2 separate regions of the Mus musculus genome follow, and region 1 is linked to region 2. Evidence: chromatin contacts called from public Hi-C data. All regions are on one chromosome and are shown on one strand. The core of a region is the stretch at or near the end of the contact, and the rest is flanking DNA. Distances in the headings are between cores, read along the strand shown.

What was found. A called contact is a pair of places that touch in the nucleus more often than the background predicts.
Region 1: a contact with region 2 is called in a Hi-C map of muscle stem cells, with 3 times the contacts expected there. The contact joins two enhancer-like sites.

What each region holds. Positions count from the first base shown.
Region 1 is chr2:174,899,396-174,902,415 of GRCm38.p6, forward strand. No RefSeq gene overlaps it. Among named protein-coding and RNA genes, the nearest start is that of Gm40017, 18 kb to the right of the region's middle. Within about 2 kb of position 1,431, at least 21 of the 459 cell types and tissues checked have an H3K27ac peak or open chromatin away from gene starts, as enhancers often do. A contact at or near this core is called in muscle stem cells, where this site is marked.
Region 2 is chr2:174,560,649-174,563,627 of GRCm38.p6, forward strand. No RefSeq gene overlaps it. Among named protein-coding and RNA genes, the nearest start is that of Gm46781, 45 kb to the right of the region's middle. Within about 2 kb of position 1,428, at least 23 of the 459 cell types and tissues checked have an H3K27ac peak or open chromatin away from gene starts, as enhancers often do. A contact at or near this core is called in muscle stem cells, where this site is marked.

The DNA.
Region 1 (3,020 bases), core at 181-2,680, 340 kb after region 2:
GCCTACCATGTTGAAAAGCTCTCAGCTGCCATTTTTGTCTTCTCAAGCCCTGGGATGCTGGTCGTGAGCTTCTTGAAGACCAGACATGGTTCATGTTAAGAGAGAATGACTGGTTAGACACTAGGTGATTTAGAAAACCTTTATCCTGGGGGGCCATGCTCTGCCCCCTAAGATCCCAGCATGCCCAGTTCATTTCAGTTGGTGTTCGTTCAGTTAGCACATTTTGCCTAATGATGCTCTTTTTTTTAACTTCCTATTTTTGTATGTTTTGAGTGTGTGTGTGTGGTATGTGTGTGTGTGTGTGTGTCTGTGTGTGCATGTGTGTGTGTCTCTGTGTATATGTGTGTGTATATGTGTGTGTGTGCACGTGTGTGTGTGTGTGTGTGTGTGTGTGTGTGTGTGCGCGTAGGCCAGAGGAGCATGTCCAACATCTTTTGTTACTGCTCTCCTCCTTTTCCCAGTGAAGGCTGGGTCCAGATCATTAACCCGGTGTGTGATCTGGCATAAGGCAAGCAAAGGAGGGTGGTGCTCATGGCTGCCTTGTCCATCTCCTATCCTAGGTCTCCCTCTTCTTCTCCTCCTCCTCTTCCTTCTCCCTCTTGTGCATAAATAACTGTGAGAAGAAAACACTTCTCTTCAACCCTGTATCCCCTGCCTGACTTATGGCCTTCAACATTGCTGGCTCAGCTGAAGCTATAAAGAGACCCCAACCTTGGCCTCCTCTGCACATTACAGTATAAAACAGACACCCTAAACCCAGTTTTCCCACTCATTGAGTTCTTCCCTTCCTTAAAAATGATGGAAAGGGTCCTTCTTGGGTCATAAAAAATATGGCTCAAAACCCCAGAACATCTGGCCAGAGCTCATTGTTGAGCAGGACCTTTCCCAAGGACTTGCTGGCTGCCAGACACCTCCAAGGGAGCCTGGAGGCCCGAGGGCCCTGCAGCAGGGCCAGAAGGAACCGGAAATGCCTTACAGACATGTGTTCTCCTGAACACCAGAGGGATCCGCTGAAATTTAGGATCACAAAGTCCCCAAATGACGCAAGGGTACTATCATGCAGTCCCAGGTCCTTTTGGGGACACTGGGACCTCATGCAAGTGTCCAGTTTCTATAAGGCCCTACAGCATAGGGACAGAATGTCCACACCACACAGTAGAGTATGTAAGAGGAAAGGTATGTAGCCCATAGAGCAGAGGGCCAGGCTTTGATACGTGGTAATACTCTCTGACACATTGCAACAGACTGGACACACAGTGACAATCAACAAACAGTGTCCCAGCTCTGACAGGTCCTGCTCTTTGCTCCAGCCACAGGGTTTGAAAAGACTTCCTCTGCAGAAAAGGGGGACCAGCCAAAGAACTCTGGAAGATTCTCTGTGCATGGAAACTTCTAGGCTCTGCAAAGGGAAGGTATTTCATTTGTGAGGCAATAGCACCCTCTGGGGCCAGACAGAAGCATTACCTCTGGAATATTCTCTGGGTCTTCAGAGCTCCTGAACCTAATATAAATCTAATACAAGTAATATTAAATATAATAAAGTGACTGGCCCTATAAATAATATTATATTAAGTATAATATAGTGAGTGACCATACCTTGAGCAGGGCTGTTTGAAGACGTCAACGCAGCCAAAGGACCCTTGTTTGTGTTTTGTGGTTCTGGTCCCTCCATTTCTGGCCCCAGCTGCCACTCCTTGGGAATTTTGGATGGTGGGGTTTAGAAGTGTCACAATGGAGGTTGACCCCTGACCTCCTCTTGGACTTTGATCTGAGGAATCCCTTCCTGCAAAGTGAGGTTACTGACATATCTGTAAACTTAGTTTTGTGCTCAGTGGCCACCTGCACTTCCGGGGGCTGCGGCTGGACCTTAGCGTTGTTACCTCATCTCCTTGGACGTTTGGGTGATGTTTGTTTTGGACAACTCCAACACGTTGGGCTCTCCTGGAATTTGGTTCTTCACTGGTTCCTGAGGAGTCGAGGTTGAATAACTGAAAACAGCAGCTAACTGTCTCATCCTGAGGCCAGCAGGGCTTTCCAGAGAGCCCTTTGTCACTGGAGAGGTCACTGGAATGGACATTGGAATTCTGGGGCTCATAGGAGGTGCAGTGGTCGTGTGAGAGTTAGTTGAGTGCAGAATCGATGCTCAGACTAGTGCAGCGTCAACAAGCCCACTGCCGGGATCTACTTCCAGCACACTTCCTCTGATGTGACCTAAGCATTATTCATTGGACCCCACAGCATTTCCCTCTCCACACTGCCATTCCTCAGAGAAGGCACTGGCCCGCCATCGCGGTCCCACCCCACCATAGCAATGCAAGCACTAAACACTGCCCTTCCGGGTCAGCAGCAGGGGTCAGGCCTCCAGAGCCTGTACCCCTTGTTCCTGTGTCGCCTCGAAAGTCACAGGGTGAGGGTGCTAGTGCTCTGTAGCCTTTCTCTGCTGCTCCGGGGTTGCTCCCAGGCCTCAGACACCTCCTCAAGGATCCAGGTGACAGCCTTGCGCCTACCTGCTTTCTGCGCTCCGTGATGGCTGTCAGAGAACGCCTGCGTTAATTAGATCTCCGATTAGATGGCACATTAAGTAATTATCCCAGGGTAGATCCCAAGTGAAGTCTATTTAAAGTGGGTGCCTGAACTCGTGAATGAAAACAGGGGTGAGTCACGCTCTGTTACACCACGCAGAACCCGAAAGGCAGCGCAGCAGCAACAGGAGTAACTGCGGGCGGTTCTGCCTCTCCCTTTCCTCGCTCAGCAACGCCCCAAGCACTCTTGGCCTAAAATCTGGTACCCAGACTGCTTGTGGCTGGGGAGTGGTGTGCCATCCTTCCTCGACTTCATGCAAGGAAGAGGCAGTATAGTGCCCATGTTGCAGATTCAAAAACTAAGGCAAAACACTGGAAGTGGAAGAATACGGTTCTAAACCAAGGCTCTGACTGAGCTGCAGCCCTGTGGGCGGGCTCACCTCTGGCCGCGCATGGCCAGCCAGTGGGCCGTCATATGTCTATGAAACATCTGCTCAC
Region 2 (2,979 bases), core at 178-2,677:
TCAAGAGAGGAAGCTAGCAGGAAGAGTTTGCTGAAGGTCGTCAGATTGACAAATGTGGGATTATAGAAGGCACTGAATAAAATCACAAATATGCACGTGCAAATTACTCATGGTGTGGCTAATGAGACAGACAGGTGGCAAGGCCCCCCATCCAACTTCAACCCCATCTCCAAAAGGGATAACTCTCTTCTGTCATTTCCACATACTGTCAGTGTCAGGGGGAATGCTGAAAAGGATGGAGAAATTACCAAGCTTCACATCTCTCTTCACCCCGGGATTCGCTACCAGAGATTCCAGACCCATATGAAAGGACAACCTGGGGAGTACAACAAGGTCACAGTTATACCTATGTCACAGACAGGCAGTGGGGCTCCGTGGGGCAGCCCTTCCACTCCAGAACTTGGGGAACGGAGGCAGGAGAGTTTTAAGTTCAAAGTCAATCTTGAGTTCTATAATGAGTTCTAGACCAGTCTAGGATCCATGGTGAAACTGTATTAAAAAAAATAAATAAGTAAAACAACCACAACAACAACAACAAAAGCCTATCCCTACAAAAAGGCAAAAAACAAGTACCTTCCTCCCCCCCAACCAGACAACAAGCAGCAGATGAAACTTTGGGAGAGAAAAAGCTTTAGACCAAGCTGAAAGCAAATTGTTTACTGAAATAGCCAATCGCCTACTCCCTGACCCACGCGGTGACCCAACCTCCTATTTTCTTGATGGGTTCAATTTCCTCATATCAAATGTAGACAAAAATGGAGCCTTGCCATGGCAAACCAGCGGGTTTGTGAATTAGGAAATGATCTAAAAGCATTAAAAATGCAGGCAATGAATCAATTTTGACATATTGCTTCTTTGTCAACTTTGTGACCGTTGAACTTGTTGCCGATCTGAAGGATATTTCATAAAAAGCTGCTTTTATTAACACGCATCAGACAAGGATTTATCTTATTAAGTCTGGGATAAGAAGCGAAGCTGTTCTTGGGTTACTCGGGGTGACAGTTTTGAGCCACTGTTTTTCACACGCCACTGAGACAACGGAAATGAATCCTCGTCGGTCCCTGGTTCCATTTTGCAAGTTACTTTAAAAACTAATAAAGGGAAATCATGCGGACAGCCTCGTGTATCTTGTCTGTCCCTGGCGTCTGCTTGCTCTTCCTGGGTTGTCATTTTTTTGCTGTGAGACGCCTCTTTTTTTCTTCTACTTCTGTTTAAAACAATCACCTTTTTTATTAAAAAAAAAAAAAAAAAAAGAAGGTTTTCAAACCGGGTACTAGAAACTTGATTATGTGGTGACAGGCGGCTCCTGACATTTCAGGAAGTGGGTGGAAAGCGGGAATTTTAAAGTGGATGAGTCATGTGGGATTAGAGAGGAAGCCACAGCAGCTGGGGGCAGAGGCTTCAGAGCAGATTTCATGGCTTATTCTGAAAGGCTACAGGGTACTTGCCTTTGTGAAGGCCAAATGGCAGACAATCGCTGACGCACAGGGAACAGGGGGTGGGATGGGGGGGTTGGGGGGGTGACAGGGTACAGGCTGAAGAGGCAGGTGGATCCTGCCCTGGAGAAGATGCTTAACCCTTAGCTTGCCTCTTAGAGTATGGCTGTGCACAGGATGTCAGACAGAGGCTTTGTCCTGCTGGAAGCAGGGGGCACTGAGGGTCATTCTTGAAGTTATTGACTTTTTGTTTTTTAATTGGTCTGTGTGTGTTTCTCTGCGTGTATCTCTGTGTGTGTCTGTGTGTGTGTGTCTAGGGGAGCCATGTAGGTCAGAGTAGATTGACACTGAATGTTTCTCTCAGCTGATCTTCACTTTAGTTGCAAGGAGACAGTCATGTGACTACATTGACTGGCCAGCAAGTTCTCCCAGAATCTTGTGTTGGGATTAGAGGCATGCGTTCTCTTGCCAGGCTTTAAAAGCCGGTGCTGGGAATCCAAATTCGGATCCTCATTCTTGCATGTCAAAGCCATCTTCTGAGCCCATTTGTCTTTGGAGGTAGGTCCCATTCTGTAGGATGGTCGTGAACTCAAGATATGTCAGTTTTCAAGGGCTTCAGAGAAACTCCATGGTGGTCCCAACTCTCTGGTGCTCGAGCAACAAGCATCTTCTCTCTCACCGTCTTCATTCTCTAGTTGGTTGTTCAAGCACTGGGAAGACATACTGAGGCCGTAACTACATTTGTCTTCGGGAAGGAACCCAGTGATCCTGAGTTGATCAGAAATGGTCAGTTGATTCCTGTCACTTGCCGTCATAAGAATCTTGGGATAATAACAGGAAGCTAAACTTTATAAACTGAGGTTGGTCCCGGTGCTGTGGGAAGCAAACAGTAAAGTATCATGGCTTTCAGCACACTGTCGGGCTGCTGGTATGTCTCATGCAGGCGTGAAGCTTGGCTCCTGGAGACCAGTGGGCCTCCACAGTCAGGGGAAGGAGACAACTTCATGGCCAAGAGGAGGATGGTTTTTGTAATCTCAGCCTAGGGTTAGGACTGTTGATGTGTCTCAGGTTTTTACTCATTTAAGAATTTATTTATTTTTAAAACAGGTTCTTGCTGGGTTGTGGTGGCACACACCATTAATCCCAGCAGTCGAGAGGCAGAGGCAGGCGGATCTTTGAGTTGGAGGCCAATCTGTTCTACAGAGTGAGTTCTAGAACAGCCAGGACTACACAGGGAGACCCTGACTCAAACAAAACAAAACAAAACAAAACAAAACAAAACAAAACAAAACAAAACACAACACAACAAACAGATAGGTTCTCAGTTATCCAAGCAGGCCTTGAACTCATTATGTAGCCATGGATAACCTTGAACTTCTAATTTTCCTGTCTCTGTCTCAAAGTGCTGCCATTACAGGCAGCAGCAAACCTAGTTTATGCAGTCCTGGGAACAAGCCCAGGTCTCATCCCCTTAGGTTGCCACTCTGCCAACTGTGGTCCATTCTCAGCACTAAAACTTGTTTTTTAAATAGTTTTGACAGAA